6 separate regions of the Mus musculus genome follow, and all the other regions are linked to region 1. Evidence: chromatin contacts called from public ChIA-PET, Hi-C and HiChIP or PLAC-seq data. All regions are on one chromosome and are shown on one strand. Each heading gives the region's core, a stretch centred on a gene start, on an enhancer-like site or on the middle of the called end of the contact. The rest is flanking DNA. Distances are from core to core; before and after follow the strand shown. Region 1 overlaps Rras2 (related RAS viral (r-ras) oncogene 2). Region 2 overlaps Pde3b (phosphodiesterase 3B, cGMP-inhibited). Region 3 overlaps Pde3b (phosphodiesterase 3B, cGMP-inhibited). Region 4 overlaps Pde3b (phosphodiesterase 3B, cGMP-inhibited). Region 5 holds the start of Pde3b (phosphodiesterase 3B, cGMP-inhibited). Region 6 holds the start of Cyp2r1 (cytochrome P450, family 2, subfamily r, polypeptide 1).

Region 1 (3,433 bases), core at 922-3,421:
TAAAAAATCTCTCAAAGTATCAGATATTGAAAGGCACAGGTGTGTTACATGGACAACAGAACTACTACATGTATCTGACAGATTCCACCCTAATTTTTTTTAAAAAAAAAAATGCAAACTGAGCCGGGCGTGATGGCGCATGCCTTTAATCCCAGCACTCGGGAGGCAGAGGCAAGCGGATTTCTGAGTTCGAGGCCAGCCTGGTCTACAAAGTGAGCTCCAGGACAGCCAGGGCTATACAGAGAAACCCTGTCTCGAAAAAACAAAAAAAAAAAAAAAAAAAAACAACAACAAAAAAATGCAAACTGTAAAAGCTACAGAGTTAGATTTGGGAAGACAGGGGTGGGGGTGGGGGATTCTGCAGAAGTGGGAGGGAGGGCAAGATCGGTTAATGGGAGTGAATACGATCAAAATGAGTAGCTATCACTTAGTCATTATTGTATAATTCATACATGCTAATAAAATGAAGAGAACTGCATAGTCAAATCGAGAAGCTAAGGGTTCATGCCCTCATCCTGAGCTGACCTCAGGAAACTTTCTAGGCCTCCTCCTTCTTTCTCCCTCTTCCCTGCTCCTGCCCTCTCTCAGCTACACACGTACATTAAAAAACAAACAAACAAACAAACAAAAACAAAACAAAACAAAACAAACAAAAAAAAAACCTTAAATCATCCATTCCTTCCCCCACCCAGCCAGAATGTAAGCAGGGTAAAGACAGGAACACTGCCAGAGAGGAAGGAGAAGGCCTTCCCCAGCAAATCACAGGCCAGGCAAGACCTGCAGGCAGTGCGGCTGCGCATCTGCCTTGCTTATTACTCAGTAGATTTTCTCATTTATCCTCACAAGGACCCTCCAACAGATTCCCCCCTTTTACAAACATTTTTACATCAGAGAACTGCACTACTTCTTCAAGGCCACTCAATAAACAAGCAGGAAGACTACGGTTTAAATTCAGACCCAATGCTAATAAGGTCATCAGAGCCTAAGAATTATTATTTAATAAAAATTCACTGAATACCAAATTTTCTATTGGCCTATAAAATAAGGAAGAATATTTCCAAAAATATGAGAAAAGGCAAGATTTATAAACCCACACCCCTGTCATCTTCTTGAGGTCCTGCCCAGTTCTCTTGGGAGGGGATTCTGAAACAGTCTAGATGCAAAGTCCTTAAGAGCCTACCCTGAACACTGAAATTCAGCATGGCCCTACAGACACTTTTACCCACAGAACAAGTTTTACATTTCCCTATGACAAAATAGAGCAGAACCTGAGATTTGGTAGCTGCTTGGTTTCTTGATTAGAGGATTTATAAAGGCTGGCTGCAGGCAGCAAGGCGAGACGATGCATGATTATGCAGTCAGGGGATTGAAAGTCAAGTCCAGAAGCCACGCTGGACAGATGCCTGAGCCCTTAGGCGAACTGAATAACTCTGCAAGGGCGGAAGAGGTGGCTGAGCAGGTAAGAGCACTTGCTACTCTTGCAGAGGACCAGCGTTCAGTTTGCAGCACCCACGTGGTGGTGGCTCACAACCATCTGTAACTCTTGTTCCAAGGGATCAAAAGTCTGTCCTCCTGAAGCACCAGGGACAAATGCAGCGCCCATACACACGGATAGCAAAGCGTTCAGGCCCGGAAAATACATAAATAAATCTTGCTTTTAAAAAGGATAAGGTAGGCATAACCCAAAGTCTACTTTAAATGTGGCAAGAAGGAAGATAACCTCCTAGATAAGAGGTGCAAGGACCCATTCCCTCTTCCAAGGAACAGAAGTCCACACCGTTGCCCCTGGGAATCAGGCTGCCAGTCTCGAGTGACCACCATGTCCTCTATTCTCCCCACCCAGTGTGGGACACGCTGGCTGAGTTTCCCCACCTCTGTCCCGTGTGTGTGTGTGTGTGTGTGTGTGTGTGTGTGTGTGTGTGTGTAGGCAGCGGAGAGAAGCAGAAAGAGACTGAGGGTAAATTAGCTCTGTTTGTCCTCCATGTAGGAAACCACACAGCTCGTGTGCGTCTGAACCTCAGCTTCCTTGCCTATGAGACAGAAAAAAAACAAACAAAAAACCTCACTGCCTTGGGGGGAGGGGGGGGCACGTGTACAGAGCACAACACATGACACACAGTAGGCCTATTAAATTACAGTGCATATACCCCACACTCTCACGGGAAAATGATCACATGTTCCCATGCCAGCCTCTTCCCCTGGGGCTGACGGGGCAGCTCTGTGGTAAAGCGCTTGCCTAGAGTGCACAAGGTGCAAGGTTCCAGCCATGCCCACAAAGAAGGCTCTTAACCTTCAAAAAAAAAAAATCTTACTTTCTCACCTAGGATCCTGTAAACAACCTAATGAAACTCACTGAGTCATAAAAATAAAATCTACAGGCAAATAAAGAGGGACTAGGTAGGAAGAGAAATAGAGTCAGTAGAAGGAGAGTAATGGGGCATATCTGATTATATGTGTGTGTGTGTGTGTGTGTGTGTGTGTATGTATGTATGTATGTATGTGTATATATATATGTGTATATATATAATTAGCATGTAATTAACACCTACCTGTTTACCCGTTTTCAGAGCCATGAGGTAGACTGAGTAAAACTCAGTGTCTCTCTTGTTACCTCACTTCCCCTTTTCACAAATGTGCACGTGGGACATGTATAAATAAATAACCCCGCTGGGCTTTACATGTAAACTTCTCCCTAGGCCCTTCTACAAGTTGCTCCTTGCTCCTGAACAGAATCCAAGAGAGCACACATTGTCTTCACTCTGTAACTAGTATCTTCTTCAAGTGGTTTTCAGGAACTTTCTAATTTCAACATTCAATGCACCTCTTCCGGTGTCTCGATCATATTTGCCGGCACTCACCTGGCAACCCCCCACCCAGCCCCGCCTCAGTAAAACACGGGTGGCCAAGGCAGCACTGTCCTTTATTATGCATCTCTCCTGCTCCACACCAACATTATCTCTGGCTCCTGGGTAGGAACTGAAGGAGAGCATAGAGTCAAAGACCACACCAATCAACTTTGATGTTCTTTCTCATGAATGCCTGTGGGTTTCCTGGGAGAGTCCCTAGAATGGGGTGTGTGACATAAAATTCTCAGGCTCTAGAGAAACCTACTTACAACTCTCAACCCTGAATCAAAGAGGCTTTCATGGGTCCCTCCTGGTGCAAGTCGTCATCTGTCAGTTAGCCATCAGTGCGTGGCGTCCCTGTATAGGTGGCTTTGTGTGGGCTCCACCCAGCAGTCAGGACATCCAGGCAGCTCACCTTGCAGCTTCTTCCGTTCCCTCCACTCCACCCTCTTGCACTATGGATCTGCAGATTCCCAGCCTGATCAGCGTGTGCACCCACAAGGCCAAGCTCTCAGAGGACTGCTAGAGGTCCCACCATTTGGCCTACATAAAGAGAACTTCAAAGGCAACCCAAGGGTCAGAGCCAA
Region 2 (3,639 bases), core at 398-2,897, 370 kb after region 1:
TAGCTAAGCTTAGTGACTCTGCTGGATCTCCTGGATCTGTTGAATAAAAAGTCTGCCCACTCTAAGAGTGAAGTTTTATTTCTCTGCAAGGAACAAATAGTTACTTGAAGTTTATTGGGATTCTTCTTCCTCCCACCCCCAAATCCACATAGTCTTGGCAACACTTCTGAATTTGTAGAAGTTAGGATATTTCCAAACTTGACTCTTTCAAGCTTATGATAGGATGAAGGAATCAATTCATTCTACATTGACAGGCCCATGGATAAGGTGAGAGGCATCCTACAATCGTCAGGGAACTGTTCTTATAAAAACAAGTTGCAGCTGTGCTTCTCATGGAACCATCTTTCCCTTTAGTTAAGTGACACCAAATATTTGAGAAGCTGTTTCTTGTTTGGTGATTATTATTATTTTAAATCTAGTTTTCAGACAATTAATTACTCATGAGTTACTCTAGTTATTTGGCTCCTGTATGACTTTGCAGGCCATAGTTTAGGTCTTAATGCTGCTCTGTGATTACAATTTATACTGTGCCGATGGTTTGATCTTATTTGCTTCATATGAAAGCATCACTGAGTTTGTCTCATTTCCAGTTGACTTTATTAGAAAGTCTGGCTCTCTTTGCAGTAGCTCCTCATTTTAAAATCATAAGTGTTATTTAGGGAAGCCTATGAGAATAATGTTAGCAACGATGATGCTTTTGAATTGAAAGAGGTTTGTTTTAAAATATTAGAATTTTAGTTTGTTTTCTTGAGCTTGTGATAATGCTATGTCAGGGTAACTTCCCTGACAAGGGTAGCATTACATATTTAAAAATAAGCTTGCATGTTAAAAAATTCTAACTAAATTTATAAATCTCCACTAATTGTGATACTGTTAATTTAAAGGCCTAGGTATTACCTGTGGTCACCTTAAGATGGAATTCTAGTTCTTTCCTTCCTTGCAATTCTTGCAGTAAAGATCATGGTTCTTTTATTCTTCTGTAGGTCTAGTAGGTTATAATGTGTGGATCCGAATGTTTATCGAGGTTATTAGTTAGGATTAGAAAGATTTAGTTAATAGTTATAATTATTTGTTTTGAATGACAAGTTTAGTTTCAGAGGTTCGGTACTTTGGGATTAGAAACATTTGCTCTAGAAATTATTTTAAAGCCAGAAGATATAAAAAGTTGGTTGATTTTCTTTTAGTATGACAGTGAAACAGGGACAATGAGATGCTATTATCAACTATCAAAGAAGTAGGTATGAGAAAAGATTTGGATTTAAAGTGACTTATGAGCTGGTGCCTGTAATTCTTTGCTTTAAAAAGTATGTCATGCTTTGAACAGTTCTGTAGAAAAGGCTCGGCAGTTTCTTTATATTTAAGAAAATTCTTTCTCAAAACATTTTCTGGAAAAAAATTAAATTCCAATTGAAGTTTTTCTTCTTGATGTTCTCATTTCTAAGATCCAGGCAGTAAGCTTGGGCAGCTATTTGCAGCAATGTCTCTGGACATAAAATACATTTTACTCTTGGGCATGTCTATATGTCATTGCTTTACTTTTTTGTATTTTATCTTGCTTTAGTTAGTTTTTGATAACCCGACAGAGAGGGCAGAAGGTCAGTTGTAAGACAAATGAGATGAAACTGAAACTAAAAGTGCTTAAATGTACACAGTCAGTTTTCAGTTGTACTTGTGGTAGCACCCATGGGAGAAGTTGGACTTGTACTGGTTTTGCTTCTTTAGTGTTCCCCAGTTAATATCAGTTTCATCATTTTGATAACAGACCCAAATCTGATTTCTGGGACCATCCAGTTCACTGCTTACACTAAAGTGATGATTAGAATTTTTTTTTCAAGACAGGGTTTCTCTGTATAGCCCTGGCTGTCCTGGAACTCACTCTGTAGACCAGGCTGGCCTCGAACTCAGAAACCCTCCTGCCTCTGCCTCCCAAGTGCTGGGATTAAAGGTTTGAGCCACCATTACCTGGCTGATTAGTACTTTTAATATTAGTTTTATAAAACACACAGAGCTTAGTTTTCTTCATATGTGAGATTTAATCACCCCATAAATTTTATTTTGTGTATTTCAGTTGCAAAATAAGAAGAGTTATTCATCTTGTAGCCCTATTATGGGTATGAATGAACAGCTTTAACTATATTTCTTTTGCACTTTTATAGTTGCATAAAGTGGGCAATAAATACCTATTTTTTGTTATTTTATAGTAAAGTTTAAAAATATGAAAAATTTAAATGTAAAATTGATGCTGGATTTTATAATTTAAAATTTTAATGTAGCATGCAAACATTTTTAAAAGTCAAGCAGCACTGAAAGATATAAGATGAAAACTAACAGTCCTCTGTCTAGTTCTTCTTTATTATCTGGTCCTGCTCCCCAGAAGCAGTCATTCCAGTTCCTCTTTCTATTTCCTATGTTGTCCTTTTTTTTCTTTCTTTCTTTTTTTTTCCTTTTTTTTTTACTTTTTTAGATATACCTAATTTGAAGTAATAAGGTTTTCTGTCAGTTTCTTGGCCTATGTAATTCTCTTACAGTAAATGGGACTAAACTCTTCCTAGCTCGCCTTTCACTCTTCCTGTTGAAGTTCATTGAACACTTTGTGTCTTCTTAAACTCATTAAACTCTGTCTTGTGGTTCATCTAAATAAGTCTCATTGGTAAACATTTCTATATGACTGAATAATTTGATGGGGGAGATCTTGATCTTTGATAGTGTTTGTATTTTTGCAATGAGATCTAGGCATTTCTTTTGTTGATCCTGTATCTGATAATGGACAGAGAAGTTTGGGGCAGAATATAGGATGCGCCTTGGACATTGGGCCTAAAGGTTGGAAATAGCTCAGGTGGAATGAAGTCGGTTGGATATAGGGGTCTAGGAAGTCATGCAGGATATGCATCCAGGTCTAATCTTGGAGTTTGGGGGTGATCTGGGTGTTGAGGGTGCATAGATGGGAGGATCAGGCAGATCTGCTATGCTAGGCATTGGTGAAGAATATGAAGGATATGGGTGGATTGAGAGGTTGGTTGCAGCATGGGAAGGAGGGTACTGGTGGAAGGCCAGAGGTTGTGGGTAGTCCAGGCAGGGTTGAATAGTCTAGGTCAGGACATTTGATGTTGGGCTAAAGTTACATGGGGGCTTAGGGGCTTGCCAGAGAGAGTCGGCAGTCTTACCTTGCTAGACTCTGGGAAGATTATGCCATTTTCTAGATTTTTTTTTGTTCATACTATAATTATATAAAATTTTAAAATCCATTTTTTTGCATTTATATTTTTGATTATGAAAACACTGTTGGCCCTAAGGGCTAGCAGAATGAATGGAAATATGCCACTTCGGGGTGGAGAGACCCTCTAGAGTGTACCAGAGACCTGGGAGGTGAGAGACTCTCAGGACTCAAAGGGGTGGGACCTTAGATGAAAGGCCCAACAGTAGGGAGAGGAAACTTGTAGAGTCCACCTTCAGTAGAAAGACAGGGCATCAAGTGGAATGATGGATGGGGTTGCCATCCCACAGTCAAAAACTCTGTCTCAGAATTGTTCCTGTCTAAAAGAACTGCAGGGACAAAAATAGAGAAGAGACTGAGAGAAAGGAGGTCCAGTGACTGGCCCAAATTGGGACCCATCTCAAGGGGAGGCTCCAAGGCCTGAC
Region 3 (3,329 bases), core at 375-2,874, 460 kb after region 1:
TGAGTTCTCAGTGTTGCAATGTTCTATTTTTTTTCCTTTGAGGTGATTTTGGCCATTCAGTCTCTTGTATTTATACATTAATTATATATTCAGTTTACATTTTTATGCTCAAAAAGCGAGCTTGGATTTTGATTATATACAGTGTTGAATCTGCAGAAAAATTTGTAAATCATTGCCTTTTTAATGTTAGGTTTCTGTCAAATTTATATGTACTGCTGTTATCAAGAGCCTTCTGTCTAAGCTTTAAGTAGTTACTGAGTTTTTGTTTTGTTTCACTTTCTACATTTTTGTTGTTGCTTTTGTTTATTTTAACACAATATCTCATGTACTCCAGATGGTCCTTGAACTTAAAATGCTGACATGTATAGGTCTGCATCCCAGTCTCAACTACGTTTTTTAGTTTAATAGGGATATATTTTGCTATTTTTATTTTTAAAATTTAGTTTATAATTTAAGGGGGAATCCATGGTAGCTATAACACAGGAAAATGTTCAAGGTATTGACCTGATATTAATAATTAAAGTCTTGCTAGTAGCAGTTTGCCTACATAATTACATAATTACTGTTGTAAGGAGTGTTAAGCGTACAGTTTTTGAAAACTCAATATATATTGAAAACATAAACAGTATGGAAATAATGAACATTTTAAAATTAAATTATCATTCATGCATTAAAGTCATGTTAAAATTCTTGTGATATATTGACTCAAATTATGATTAAGAAATCATTTGGCCTTTGACAAGGCCTATTTCTAACTGATGAACACAACTGAGGACATCTTTTATCTCTTATCTTGTATTTTATGTGCTGCTTACTATAATACCTTTTACATTCTGGAATTTCTTCCAATCCCTTTAGCAGCAATGATAGCTTGACCATTTAGTCTTAGCTAATATAAAGACACAGAAGCAGGTAATGAGGTGTTAGGGACCAGAGTCACAGACAGGGGAAAACACACTGTTTCTATCAGGAGGAAACAGAGAAGTAGTATGAAGTAGTTCTGTTTCAGGCCTTTGTGTGTTCGTGCTTTTTGTTCTGTTCCATTGTAAAGAGCCTCATAGGAGGAAGAAGAAGAGAAAGAGAAATTGTAGTCAATGCAAGAAATGAAACATTTCTTCGGATGAGTTTTGAAAAGTAGCATCTCTATGAAAGAGCTTTGTTTGGTGATACCTCAAATTCCCTCATGTTCATATTGTTTTTAAATCAGATTTTAATCCCCTAGTTTTATTCATTTAGATCCTTTTCTATATCTACTATACATACTTAAATTTTTTCATTCAGTATATTTTGATCATATTCTTTCCCCTCCCCTACTTTCTCCCAGACCCTCCTCACCTTAATACCTACCCAACTACTTGTTCCTTCTGTCTGTCTGGCTCTCAAAAAACAAGAAAAAATAACAACAAAAATAAAATCACATCAAACTTTGAAAAAAGAAAATTAGAGAAAAGGTAACAAGATACCACACACAAACACATCCCCCAAAATACAGAGTCTGTGTTTTAGTTAACTACCCTTGGGTATAGGGCCTGTCCTGGAGTGTGACTTATGGTATACCTAATTTTATACTCCACTGGAGAAAGCTGACTTTCCCTTTCCCAGGAAGTTTCAGTTACAGTAGCTTCCTGGTTACGGGCAGGGCTTTGTCTACTTCCTCTTCTTGGTGCTAGAATTTTGTATGACTACTATGTTTAGCCCTTAAGAACAAATGTTTAGAAAATTATAAACTTAGGGTTTTCAGGTATTTATTAGTCCTAGCAAGAAAGCATCAATCTGGTGTCAGAATTCTCTAATGTCCTGCAAGATAAACAATGGGAAAGTATTTAAATCCTTTGAGTCTATTTAATTTCAATAAATTAATACTGATACTACTTATGAGAAATTCTATCCTTAGCATAATTGACAGGAAGTTAAATGCTAATGTTTGTTTACTATTTATTGCCACACAGATTCAGATGGTAGACTTGGTTCTGGACAGATTGCTTACATTTCTTCGAAGAGTTGCTGTATTCCAGATATGAGTTATGGCTGCCTATCTTCAAACATCCCTGCATTAGAATTGATGGCTTTGTATGTGGCAGCTGCCATGCACGATTACGATCACCCAGGAAGAACAAATGCGTTTCTAGTGGCTACAAATGCACCTCAGGTAGGAAAGAATTTTTCAGAAGCTTAAGAATAGTTCCAAAAAATTTTTATAACCGATTGCATATCACTCTATAATCTGTCTTTCTTGTGAGTCATGTTTTCAGTAAACTCTTCATTATAATTAATTGGTGAAAGCACATGATGATGAATGCTAAGAGGATTTTGAAAAATTAGTTTCTTCAGCTATAAAAAAGAATAGTTTATAACTCCATGTTTCATGAATTCTATATCTTGATTGAAATATTTTTGTCTTCTAACAAATTGATAAAGCTCTGGTTAGATCATTGTTCTTTCTGATTGGGTCCATAGTGTGGCTAAAAGTTGTAATAACTAAGGAGAGCCTTAATGGTTTGTTCTTTCCATTTTTCTCCTATGATTTATCTTAATATCTTTACCTTCTGTTCCTTAGCTATGAACATATTAGTGCACTAACAATTTCTTTCTTGGGGGTGATGAGATGCCTTACCAGGTGAAAGTACCTCCCTCCAAGCATGACAACCTGAGTTTAATCTCTGGGGCTGGCTTGATAGAAAGAGAAAACCAGTTACGTCAAGCTGTCCTCAGACCTCCACACATGTGCCATGGCATGCAGATGTATCCTCATCTCACATAAACAAATAAGTAAATACAAATGTAGTAAGAAGATAGACAACAATTTATTTTGGTATAGTATTTTATATGGAGGGAATATAGCTGATCAAGTACCAAACTCTTTTAGGGTCAGATCACAGTCTAAATAAAGTAGTATGAATTCCCAACATGAATACTGTAACTGCCATAACTTTAAACATGAGAACTTGGAACTAAACATGGTTTTTAGAAGAATTTAATGTGGTTTGAGGTATTTGTGTTGTAGATTGCTGCAATGTTGTATATATGTTTCTAACCAACATATAACCAGTAATCAACATCATAAAGAGTAACCAATGTTATTATTTGTGATGAATTCATCTGTCTTCACTTTTAGTATTCTGTCTTAAATTTAGTTCCATTTATCATTTGTAGCCATTTTCTGTTCCTCTTTTTATCTGTCTTGTTCAATCATGTCAACTGTTAAAAATACAGAAGATAAAGTGTGTGTTAGAGAGACAAAGACACACGTACACACACACACACGGGGGGGGGGAAGAGAGAGAGAGAGAGAGGGAGAGAGAGAGAGAGAGAGAGAGAGAGAGAGAGAG
Region 4 (3,781 bases), core at 711-3,210, 420 kb after region 1:
ATTAGGTATTTAGCTCATTTACATTTCCAATGCTATATGTTTTGGTAGATCTTTTTAAATTGCGAATGTTTACATGTGTAGTCTACTCTATAAAATTGTATTCCACATGGCATCTTGAAACATGCTTTTTCACAGTGAGAGAGATCTTAAGTATTTAATTATTTCTGCTACAGGAATTTGAACCATCCTCAGCTTTATTTCACTAGTTGTCTCAATATCAACTTTAAAAAAAATCAATGCTCCTTTGAATGGATGATTTTTATTTTCTATTTAAATGTTTTTATTTTATTTTATTATTTTGTGTGTTATGACTATATATATGCCTGAGCACCATGTGCATGTTTCAAAGACAAGAAGAGGATGTCTAGAGTTACAGAAGGTTGGGAGCCACCATGTGGGTACTGGGAAATGAAGCCAGGTCCTCTGGAAGAGCAGCAAGTACTTTTAACTGCTGAGTCATCACTCTAACCCCTGAGTTTTTGTTTTTGTTTTTTTTCATGACACAAATATTTATTGATTAATTTTCTTTAATAAGATGTTTACATGTTTATATCATGCTGTGTAATACTGTATATTGGACATATTTCCCTTCCCATAATCCTCCCCTTTCCCTTCCAGTAGTTCCCTTTATTCCCATGATAGTTGTAGTTCCACTTTCTTTTTAAATTAATTAATTGATTAATTAGTTTATATCCCAATAGCAGCCTCCTCTCAGACTTCACTCAGATCCTCCCCACATTCCTCCCTCCTCATCTCCTCACATGCTACACCTCCCCTGCACCCCTTTGTGGCACATCGTCATTGTAGTATTAGGCACATCCTCTCCCACTGAAGCTAGATAAGGTAGTCCAATTAGGGGAACAGGATGCACAGGCAGGCAGACAACAAATTCAGGGACAGCCCCTGCTACAGTTGTTGGGGGACCAGCATGAAGACCAAGCTGCGCATCTGTTACATATCTGCAGGGGCCCTAGGTCCAGCCCATGCTCACTTTTCCCATGGGTAAGAACCAATTCCTGACACTATTAATGTTACTCTGCTGTGCTTGCAGACAAGAGCCTATCATAACTGTTCTCAGAGGCTTCACCCAGCAGCCAATAAAAAGAGATGCAGAGGCCCACAGCAAAACATTAGATGGAGCTTACGGAGTCTTATGGAAGAGCTGAGGGAAGGATTGAGGGACCTGAATAGGACAGGGACTCCACAGGGAGACCAACAGTCACCTAACCTGGACCTTTGGGGGCTCCTAGAGACTAAATTTTATTTTTAAACAGTATGTGCAGTAGCCACAATTACCCCTAAAATGAAAATGTCCTCTGGACTTTTATGCTACCACAGTAGTCAGATAAAATCAGGGAGTAGGCCACACCTGACTTGAAATGGAATATTTCCTTGAGTAGCTACTGTAATGGATTTTGTTATCATTCATATCCACAAAGATCCCCAGTTTCCAGTTAAAAGAGAATCTAAATTACTGGCAAAGTCTAAAGATAAATAAGTAGTAAGGGCAGAATGGGCTTGTTGACAAGCTTGTGTGTGATATTAGGCATCTCTGCCCTTATCAAAGTGTAGCATTCATTTCTAGAAGGACACAGCTCATAAATGTACAACCTGATGCCTTTTCTCATACTGAAGAATTGACATTCCCAATCTCTCTTAGGCCATCTCTGATCATTCTTACAGAATAATTTCAGAGATGCTTAATACTTAGTTTTATTGAAATTACATGAGCTCACATCTTTATTTAGTTCTGATATGTAGGAGGATAGTATTTCAACCAGTTCTCTGTGGAAAACAGTGTTACTCTCACATTATTTTCAGTAAGAGAGACAAGTTAGCATCAGACCAACTCTTGGCCTAAAACTAGAAAAGCTGAATTAAATACTATAGCATCCATTCAAGGCGACACAGCACAACCAAGTGTTCAGAGCATGACAGGGCAAAGACTCATAGCTAAGGCGGAAGATAGACATGACGCAAAGGAAGTAGCCCAAGTGCTTTCTTCTCCAACCCCTTTGGACTGAACTGCAGAAGCAAGGTAACCACAGAACATTATCCTCTGGAAAGACAATAAGGTGCACACGTTGTACGGCATCTTAGTCTAAGGCCTGCCACCTGCAGAAGACTTTTTTAGTGTTAAACTCTCTGTGTAACAAATACATATTTTTTCCTCTTTTTTTTTGTTTTGTTTGTTTTTTAGAATTCTGGAGGTGGAAATGGAGTTGATCTTTCAGTGCTAAATGAAGCTCGCAATATGGTGTCAGACCTGCTGATTGACCCAAGCCTTCCCCCACAAGTCATTTCTTCTCTGCGGAGTATCAGTAGCTTGATGGGTGCTTTCTCAGGTTCCTGTAGGCCAAAGATTAATTCTTTTACACCATTTCCTGGATTTTATCCCTGCTCTGAAGTAGAAGATCCAGTTGAGAAAGGAGATCGAAAACTTCACAAGGTTAAAACACAGTAATCATCCAGCCTTATTTATCTCATTTAATGATTTGTCTTCATTAAAGCATTCCTCTCTATATGTTATATAATACACTCTTTCTTTTCCAAAGATCAGCTTCTTTTGTATCATGCTGCTGGAGCTTTATAGACAGTTATGAATGAAAGTAATTCTGTACTCACTTTTCAGTCATTTCTTCCCAGGGCTGAGGAAATATCATGCTTCTAGCAATTTTTATTTTAAGTATCAATGTTATATTTAGCAGTTGCAGTTTATATGCTAAGAACTATATGATATCATTATAGTAAGAAGTAGATAGCAGCAAGGAACTTAAGTCTAGGTTTATATAAAAGAGATCATATCATTAATCTCTTTTCATTTATAGAGTCCTGTAATTACATTGGTTGAACCAAGAGCAAATGGCCATTATAATAATATTACTTAATGATTTGTATTACTATTACTTAATGATTTTTACAGATTCAAAACCCTGATTGTCTTTACTTCCTGGCATTTTTATAGCTCAGGGAACATAGGTTTTTCCATAATTAGATATGGAATTAATTTTGTCTTGGTACTTAAAAATAAGATTTACTTTAGAAATTAATACATATAGAATATATTAACTTGGTACACATTATGCTTGTTTATTGTGCTGTTATCTATTGTTGAATTGTGACACCTCGCCAATATCTAAAATTATACAGCTTTAAAGCTAAAAATATTTTAAGGATTACTGTAGTTCAGTTGTTTAGAACTAACCAAGGAAATATAAAATTCAAATAACTTATTTTTTAAAATTGTGCTAGTTTATACAGAACCTAGAAAAGGAAAATATGGAATTTTTGAGTTAATTTGATTTTGTCAGGTCTCAATATTTGGGTTTATAAATGTTGAAAAATAAAGCAAGGACAGTTACAGACTTTAAAACTATTGATCATCTGGGTCATAGATAGTTAATCGATGCTTCTACTTTCATAAAATCTAGCAAGTAGTGCCCATATTCACTAGAGTTCATTTCACACTGGTATTGATTTATGTGACTTTTTAGTACACCACATAATTACAAGCACCAATTCTCAAGCTAGTCATGAGTTTTCTTTTTCCTTTTCCTTTCCCACTGACATTTATTAGTCTAAGGTAGTGATTTTTGAAGAGAGTAATTCTTGAAAATTGTGATCATTAGCGGGTGTAGCGGCGTCCTCCTGTAACTGCAGCACTGGGGAGGTGGGGACTGAGCACTGGGTTACATGCTAAGACTTTGCCCCAAAACTTTAAACAAGAAAACAATAATATTCTAGTCAGAAAAGACCCATTGAGAGCTTTACCTTAGTGTGT
Region 5 (3,701 bases), core at 607-3,106, 350 kb after region 1:
AAAATGAATCCTAAAGATACCTCTATGGTTTTGGCATACAGACACTGTAGCTTTTTAAAACCACTAATAGTCTAGCCCACTAATCTTTTCATTAACATGTCTATTTTATCTCAGATGACAAGCTCAGATTTAAAAATAACAATACAATAACTTTAACTTGTTTTATAAGTTTTTATTTTAAAACAATGACCTAAAATGGTATTTTAGTAATGGTGATGCTTGTTTTGTCATGCCCTTCTATATGAACTCAAAATATGTAGGTCAAGTTTCCTATTTAGTCTTCAATTGATTCTGTGTGTGTGTTTGGGGGGTGTGTGGTCTGTGATGATTTTATGTACAGGATTTAAAAGATACTTGTTGAGTTTAGCTAAAATGAGTTTCCTCTTTTCATGTCTAGTGGAAAAAAAGATTCAGTGAATTTTTATCATTTAGGACATTTGGGTAACCATTTGAACACTCCATTAAATATTTTTTCTTTATCTAACACATAAAAAAGCCAAGGAAATTCTGGTCTTTTCCCACATTTGTCAAATTCTTGTGTTAATTCTTCAGTGATTTCTATTATGTGTGTGAATTATGACTATATATGAAAATGGTCTGCTTTAGGTCATGGCTATGGGCTTAGATTAATTGGTGAAAAATAGGTCTGTTTGTGGGATTTACCACACAGTAAGGTTTCTCATCTCCCTGGAAAAATGTGGAATTAGCTTTTTAAGAAAAGCAGGCCTGTCATGAGGTTGAAGGGAGTTTCAGTGGAGGGAAACAGTTTACACTTTCTAAGGCAGTTATGACTGGTTGGATTCCAGGGCAATCCCTTTCATTCAGCAAAGTTCTTTTCTCCAACCTTTACGTCTGTCTTTGCTAATATCACTTCTACTTTTGTCTTTCCTAGTGTACCAGTTTCACAGGTCTTTCACAGAAAACATAATTGGCTTCTTTCAAGGCCAACCCCATTCAAGTTGATAGTGGTATTAGGACTGTGGGACTCCCTTCCCTCCTTTCCCCAAAGAACACACCCCACAAAACACACCGTTGCACAGAACAAGTCTCTCACTTGGAAAGAACCTTTGGGACAGCAGGTCTATGTGAAACAGTGCATGTCTGGCAAGGATGCTAATCACAGGACTGGATATTAGTTCTTAGCCTCACTGAAAAGGGTTCTTCAGCAAGACGTGCTCGCTATCAGAGTGCACTCTCCAGGGGTCCTCCTCCCTTGAGCCCCTGAAGGGATTCAAGGCCTGCTGCTGGGCCCCAAATCTCCCTTGCCCTGGAAGCCAGATGTGACTGACAGTGTTGAGTTTCTTCATTCTGGTCTGGCCTCAGTGTTGGCTGAGCCTCCAGCTTCATGTCTCCATTCACAGTCTGAGGGCACACCATGAGCTCTCACCTCACTAGGCACTGCCCTTGGGGTCCATGTCTCCCCAAGACCTCGCAGTGACCTGAGTGGGTCTTGTATGTGACTTACCTCAAAGGGGACTGTGCTTCGGGGCGTCTCAGGACTGTGATCAGTCCCTCCCATCTGCCAAAGAGCTCGCCGCTCTGTGGCAGTCCGGGGGGTAGGGGTTCCGACTTCAGCAGTGGAGCTCTCGGTGGCCCGCGCGCGCTCCCCGAGGGGTCCAAGTCTGGCAGCCTGACGCGACGGCTGTCTCACTGGAGCGACCAGCCGGGCCGTGGGCGCGCGCTCCCCCGCGGGGTCCCGGATGCGCATCCTGACGCGGGCCGCGGCCGCCCCAGTGGCGACCGGCCGAGCTACGGGAGCGCGCGGGGCCGCCGGCGGGGCGCGCGCCCGGCAGGGGCAGCCGCGGGGGAGGAGCGCCCGATCGCGCGCCCAACGGACCAGGCTGCGGCCGTGAGGTAACTGTTGCAGCGCGCGGGAGCTGGGAGGCGACGCCGCCGTCTCCCGTCCCGAGCCGCGCTTGAGGGAAAAGGGAAGAGGCGTCCGCGGCGGTCCCGGGACACCAAGAAGCCCTTCTCGCCGCTCTCAGTGGCCGGCATGAGGCGGACGCCGCCGCCCCTCAGCCCGCGCGCCGGGGATCCCGGCCGGTGGCGGCGGCGGGCGCAGCCGTGACCGCTCTGCGAAGCTCGGGGCGCCCAGAACGCGGAGGGCGGCGCGGGGTCGGCAAGCGCCAGCGGCCCCCCGGCGGCCCGGGGCCATGAGGAAAGACGAGCGCGAGCGGGACGCGCCAGCCATGAGGTCCCCGCCGCCGCCGCCAGCCTCGGCCGCCTCGCCCCCCGAGAGCCTGCGCAACGGCTACGTGAAGAGCTGCGTGAGCCCGCTGCGGCAGGACCCTCCGCGCAGCTTCTTCTTCCACCTCTGCCGCTTCTGCAACGTGGAGCCGCCGGCGGCCTCGCTCCGCGCCGGGGCACGCCTCTCGCTCGGCGTCCTGGCCGCCTTTGTCCTGGCCGCGCTGCTGGGCGCGAGGCCCGAGCGCTGGGCGGCCGCGGCAGCCGGGCTCCGGACGCTGCTGAGCGCCTGCTCGCTCAGCCTCAGCCCGCTCTTCAGCATCGCCTGTGCCTTCTTCTTCCTCACCTGTTTCCTGACGCGCGCGCAGCGCGGCCCGGGCCGCGGCGCCGGCTCCTGGTGGCTGCTGGCGCTGCCCGCCTGCTGCTACCTGGGCGACTTCGCGGCGTGGCAGTGGTGGTCGTGGCTGCGTGGGGAGCCGGCGGCGGCGGGCCGGCTCTGCCTGGTGCTGAGCTGCGTGGGGCTGCTGACGCTCGCGCCCCGCGTGAGGCTGCGGCACGGCGTCCTGGTGCTGCTCTTCGCCGGCCTGGTGTGGTGGGTGTCCTTCTCCGGCCTCGGGGCTCTGCCGCCCGCGCTCAGGCCTCTGCTGTCGTGCCTGGTCGGGGGCGCGGGATGCCTGCTAGCCCTGGGCTTGGACCACTTCTTTCACGTCCGGGGAGCCTCCCCTCCGCCGCGCTCGGCGAGTACCGCGGAGGAAAAAGTGCCTGTGATCAGACCCCGGAGGAGGTCCAGCTGCGTGTCGCTGGGAGAAAGCGCAGCCGGTTACTATGGCAGTGGCAAGATGTTCAGGAGACCGTCGTTGCCTTGTATTTCCCGAGAACAGGTAGGGTTCTTGGGCGGGCATGGTCTGGGAAGAGGAGCGCGGGGTGGAGGAGAAAGCGGAGCGCGGGTGGACCGCTTGCGTGTCCCCGGCGCAGGAGCGCAGCTGCGAAAGCGCGTGGGCTCGCTCAGAGGAAAGCAAGGGGCAGCAACCTGTGGTCTGCGCTGGAAAGGCTGCCCCAGTATGAGGGGCTCGTCAAAAAACGCAGAAGCCAGTGAGTGGCTTTTTCCCAGTGAGTGAGAATGAAATCATTCACTCTCTGACTTAGCTTCTACATAGGAGGAGAGTTTTCAAGAATGAGGTGACCGACTTGAGGTTTAGTAGATTTCACTGCTTCCACTTTGGACACACTAAGCTCCTACATATAGCATTTGGGTACAGTTTATCCGTTTGCTATTAACATGAGGATGCTTGCCCGGAGTTGACAAGCTGCCTTTAGAATAAAAGTGTGTATGCAGATTTTTTTTTGACAGTTCGGGCTCATTGCAAGTGGTGATGTGGGAGGACAAATGAGTGTTTTCATAGTTCAAAGAACAGAAATGAGCCTTGGAATTTAGACTTGGTTTAGATTAATAGACAGCAGTCTATACTAATACAATTAAAACTGTTTTTTACAGACTACAGACTAACTCATGGGCT
Region 6 (3,715 bases), core at 914-3,413, 490 kb after region 1:
AAATGTTCCTGTCCAAAGGAAGAACAGGGACAGAAAAACAGAACAGAGACTGAAGGAAGGGCTAATCCGGGAATGGCCCCACCTGGGGAGTACATCAAGTCTGCAGACACCAAACCCAACACTGTTGCTGTGTTCAAGGGGCACTTGTGGAAAGAAACTAAGTGTGGCAGTTCCTGGGGCGGTCTGGCCAGCAACTGACCAATACAGATGTGGATGCTTGGAGCCAACTATCAGACTGAACTCAGGGAACCTGGTGGGGGAGCTGGCAGAAGGACTGGAGGAGCTCAGGGGGATTGCAATCCCATTTGAAGAACAACATAGGCTGGCCTGACCACCCAGTTCTCCCAGAGTCTAGACTTCCAACTAAGGAGTGTACCTGGAGGGATCCATGGCTTCAGATACATTTGTAGCAGACGATGGCCTTGCCTGACAGCAATAGGAAGGGAGGCCCTTGGTCCCAGGGAAGTTTGATGCCCCAGAGTTGGGGGATGCTGGAGCAGTGGGGCAGGAAAGTGTGGATGGGTGGGAGAGCACTCTCATACAGGCAAAAAGGAGTGGGGAGGACAGATGTGGAGGGGGTGGTGGTGGCAGTGAAGTAACCAGGAATGGGATAACATGGGATGAGGTGTTGGTGGAGGGGGTAACTGGAAAGTGGGATATCATTTGAGATGTAAACTAATGGAATGATAATAATAAAAAAAAAGGAAAAAAAGAAAAAAGTCAAAAAAAGAAAAAAAAAAAACTTCTATGAACTGCTTCCTATAACCTTTCTGAAATAACAGTCTCCTTCTACTCTACAAAAAATGGTTCGTATTTTAACAATTTATACTAATTTTGAAACTGTCAAAAATTGGGAAATATCTCTAAGATAATGGAAATCTTCAGGGTTGTTTTATAGCTAGAATAAAGATCAAATGCAGCAGTAGTTTATAAAGAGTTAATGTTTGGTGGTTATTAAGCCTTGCAATACAATGTTTACTCTGAAATACATATATCCTTTTCAGTTTTGCTCCTTGCAACTTTGAAGCTATCAACACAGGTCAGGCTTATCTGATGTGCAGTAAGTGGTCATCACTGTAAACAATGCAGTTTCCTCAGTGTACCAGAAACAAAATTATTTACGCCAAATTCTAATCAATTGAATCCAATCAACCTATTCCTTAATGACAGTCTTCCAAACACTTAATTTTAATTTTATCTTAACGAACAGACTTACATTACTTGTCCTATATGAATATTCATAGTAAATAATTCCTTTCAGTTCAAATATTTATGTAAAAATTTTTAATTTCCTATTCAATGAGAAACCATTTCAAATCAACTGGTTTAAAGATAATTTTAGATTTGGAGGCATAATACATTTCTATTATATTGGCTGTGTGTTTCAGTGGTAAACACTTAACTTGCCAAACCCTACAGTCAATCCCTAACACTACTAAATGAAGATATTTTTCACACATAGTAACCAAAATCATATATAGTAGGCAATACAGTTGGGTAGCTTCTTACTGCTTTTGGGTATCATTCTAATTACTCTGATGAGGAAAATTGAGGATTCAGAAAATTAAAGGGCAATTTTAATTTTTAGCGTTAAATCTTTTAAACCATGGTTTAATCAGCAGCCTACAATACTGACCACTAACTGTCCTAGAAACTCACTGCATCTTGATTTTTCCCTCAAGCTCAGGGCCCACGGGGCCGTTAAGTTTCTGTCAGTGGCAGCTTACGGGCTGGCATCTCCAGAGAGTACAGGCCACACAGCGCAAGCGCAGAAGCACATGCTGATCTGTGGGCGGGAAACTCAAGCCGAAGCGCCTCTGGCGTGGTATTGGTGAGGCGGCTTCCTGTAGGAGGCGCGGCCCTCGAAGCCGGCTTCGCTTGAGTGGTTCCTTCTGACGAGAGGAAGGTCCGCGTTGAGGCCTACCTCGCCATACACCCGGCTCTGCTTCCTCATGTAGACGTGGGGAAGATCGGCCGACAAGGCCAGGGAGCAGATGTTGCCGACAAATGGCAGCCGCGGAGGACCCGGGGGGAAGCCCGCCGGTCGCCTCTGCCTCAGCAGCTGGCGGACCACCAGCACGAAGAGCAGCAGCAGGAGAGCGCCCGCGAGCGCCCCAGCGCACGCCCGGGCTCCCGGTAGCTCCAACATCGGCCCCGGGCTGGGCTACGAACCAGTCCGGAGCGAGGAGGCAGGGGCGCACCCACCAGCCCTGCCGCACTCCCATTGGCCCGGCGCCTCGACGGCCCGCCTTATCTCTACGGCCATTGGTTCATTCAGTGTGGGCTCAGGGTCCTTTGGGTTAGCCAGCTCCAGATCTGCTTTGCTCAGAGTCCGTTTGTAAACCTTTGGGTTTGGCTTGGCTCTTGGTGAGGACCGCATAACGGGCACGGAGCCCTAGGGCCCTTTTCCGGAATGTTGTCAGTAGGTTGGTCATGTGAACTTCGCTCTCTGGGCTCGGTGCATCTTAGTTCTCTGGACGTCTGTCCTTAAAGAGTGTCTAACGTTGCCTGGTCTGTTTATTTTCAGTCTACGGATAGGGAAGAGATTAGAACTGCATTCTTTAACCGAGTCTGGTAATAACCAGCACTTCCATTAGCGAGTCCACATATCAAGAGGAAAAGGAAATAACCTTATTGTATTTTGCTTCACTCTGTCTGCAATTTCACTGTTTGTTATGAGCCATTTCTCGGTGGACCCTTTGAGGATTCTGATTAGTTCTAGTCACCTATCTTTTCACCCTTCTTTGTTCTCCCAAGCCCCCATTGGTTTCTTATTTATAATCTCAGAGGCCTCTCTTTTCAGGGATAGCACTGACTATTCAGGTTCTCTGTCTCCTACTGAGGCAGAGGCACTGATTTTATGTCGTTAGTTCAGCCCACATTCCTGTTTTCTATTGGGCAATTACTTGCAACACAGGACCGGCAGGACTTGAGACTCCCAACAACCTGCCCTCTGATTATGATTCAGCACTGGCAAAAGTTCACCAGTTCTCATTACCTTAAGTTTTATTCATGCTACTATTTATTGAATGCCTGCACAGTGCATGTGTCTTATACATCGAAGATACTTGGCTGGAAAAGAATAACAAAGTTCCTACAGTGTTTTTCAGGATCTCCATCCATAGACAACCCACCTACTGTTAAAATGCTTGATATTTTATCTTGAAATATTCCTTAACTTTATTATTAATCGCCTAGTAGGTTAGAAAAATAATGGTGAGATGTTATTACTAAACTAAACCTTCAGTTTCACAGGATGGATATTGAGGTTGCCCTTGGGAAACAGTAACGGTGAAGCAGCAGGAGCGTTCATTGCCTGCTACATACTTGATATCAGCCCCGCCTTCTTCTCTCACATCATTTTAAGGCTTGAAGTATCTAGTTTGGCTGCAGCTGCTGTACAATACAGGTACTCCATTCAGGAGGGAGTCCCTTCCATTGTTTATTTTAAAAACAGATTAATTTCAATTCCAGGAATACTCTCCAATTTGTGTTGATTAAGGAATTATTTCTTCTTTCCCTGCTACCTTAGTAGGGAGTACAGACTCTCCCAGTACAGCCTATCTGATTGACAGCACTAATGTACATCTCCCCCACTGACCTTTAAAGAGTAAGAGCTAATGAATAACTGAAGCTCTGAGCCTCCTCTTGAGCCATTTATTTTGCTAGTGCTCAGCAACGTTCACTGCACCCTTCCTTTCATTCTGTCTCACAG

Evidence for each region. A called contact is a pair of places that touch in the nucleus more often than the background predicts. ChIA-PET counts read pairs in DNA pulled down with a chosen protein or histone mark. HiChIP or PLAC-seq counts read pairs in DNA pulled down with a chosen protein or histone mark.
Region 2: a BATF HiChIP or PLAC-seq map of CD8 T cells shows a contact between it and region 1, with 5 read pairs. The contact joins two enhancer-like sites. A contact is called at or near these places in 2 of 115 datasets of contacts at active chromatin or transcription factors (CD8 T cells and large pre-B cells).
Region 3: a Hi-C map of CD4 T cells shows a contact between it and region 1, with 3 times the contacts expected there. The contact joins two enhancer-like sites. A contact is called at or near these places in 3 of 484 Hi-C or Micro-C datasets (CD4 T cells, CD8 T cells and cerebellum) and 2 of 115 datasets of contacts at active chromatin or transcription factors (large pre-B cells and memory CD8 T cells).
Region 4: a BATF HiChIP or PLAC-seq map of CD8 T cells shows a contact between it and region 1, with 6 read pairs. The contact joins two enhancer-like sites. A contact is called at or near these places in 1 of 15 datasets of contacts at CTCF or cohesin (large pre-B cells), 13 of 484 Hi-C or Micro-C datasets (B cells, the Ba/F3 cell line, CD4 T cells and 6 more) and 3 of 115 datasets of contacts at active chromatin or transcription factors (CD8 T cells, bone marrow-derived dendritic cells and large pre-B cells).
Region 5: a contact with region 1 is called in an RNA polymerase II ChIA-PET map of memory CD8 T cells, with 552 read pairs. The contact joins the promoter of Pde3b here to the enhancer-like site in region 1. A contact is called at or near these places in 3 of 484 Hi-C or Micro-C datasets (CD4 T cells, CD8 T cells and embryonic stem cells) and 5 of 115 datasets of contacts at active chromatin or transcription factors (embryonic limb bud, embryonic stem cells, large pre-B cells and 2 more).
Region 6: a Hi-C map of CD8 T cells shows a contact between it and region 1, with 2.5 times the contacts expected there. The contact joins the promoter of Cyp2r1 here to the enhancer-like site in region 1. A contact is called at or near these places in 2 of 15 datasets of contacts at CTCF or cohesin (CD8 T cells and large pre-B cells), 3 of 484 Hi-C or Micro-C datasets (CD4 T cells, CD8 T cells and uterus), 2 of 115 datasets of contacts at active chromatin or transcription factors (cardiomyocytes and large pre-B cells) and 2 of 9 other capture datasets (adipose tissue and liver).

Annotation. Positions count from the first base shown.
Region 1 is chr7:114,067,215-114,070,647 of GRCm38.p6, forward strand. The region is part of intron 1 of Rras2 (related RAS viral (r-ras) oncogene 2); the gene reads right to left. Among named protein-coding and RNA genes, the nearest start is that of Gm51454, 32 kb to the left of the region's middle. Within about 2 kb of position 2,172, at least 89 of the 459 cell types and tissues checked have an H3K27ac peak or open chromatin away from gene starts, as enhancers often do. A contact at or near this core is called in CD8 T cells, Th1 cells, group 2 innate lymphoid cells and 2 more, where this site is marked.
Region 2 is chr7:114,438,289-114,441,927 of GRCm38.p6, forward strand. The region is part of intron 1 of Pde3b (phosphodiesterase 3B, cGMP-inhibited); the gene reads left to right. Among named protein-coding and RNA genes, the nearest start is that of Pde3b, 25 kb to the left of the region's middle. Within about 2 kb of position 1,648, at least 26 of the 459 cell types and tissues checked have an H3K27ac peak or open chromatin away from gene starts, as enhancers often do. A contact at or near this core is called in CD8 T cells, where this site is marked.
Region 3 is chr7:114,524,832-114,528,160 of GRCm38.p6, forward strand. It overlaps Pde3b (phosphodiesterase 3B, cGMP-inhibited), which reads left to right. Exons shown (of 16, transcript NM_011055.2): 12 at 1,950-2,149. Among named protein-coding and RNA genes, the nearest start is that of Cyp2r1, 36 kb to the right of the region's middle. Within about 2 kb of position 1,625, at least 14 of the 459 cell types and tissues checked have an H3K27ac peak or open chromatin away from gene starts, as enhancers often do.
Region 4 is chr7:114,492,286-114,496,066 of GRCm38.p6, forward strand. It overlaps Pde3b (phosphodiesterase 3B, cGMP-inhibited), which reads left to right. Exons shown (of 16, transcript NM_011055.2): 3 at 2,201-2,449. Among named protein-coding and RNA genes, the nearest start is that of Cyp2r1, 69 kb to the right of the region's middle. Within about 2 kb of position 1,961, at least 23 of the 459 cell types and tissues checked have an H3K27ac peak or open chromatin away from gene starts, as enhancers often do. A contact at or near this core is called in CD8 T cells, Th1 cells and group 2 innate lymphoid cells, where this site is marked.
Region 5 is chr7:114,413,398-114,417,098 of GRCm38.p6, forward strand. Pde3b (phosphodiesterase 3B, cGMP-inhibited) reads left to right here and starts at 1,857. Exons shown (of 16, transcript NM_011055.2): 1 at 1,857-3,065. The coding sequence starts at 2,154. 4933406I18Rik (RIKEN cDNA 4933406I18 gene) reads right to left here and starts at 1,764. Exons shown (of 4, transcript NR_029437.1): 1 at 1,466-1,764.
Region 6 is chr7:114,560,809-114,564,523 of GRCm38.p6, forward strand. It overlaps Cyp2r1 (cytochrome P450, family 2, subfamily r, polypeptide 1), which reads right to left and starts at 2,164. Exons shown (of 5, transcript NM_177382.4): 1 at 1,925-2,164. The coding sequence starts at 2,149.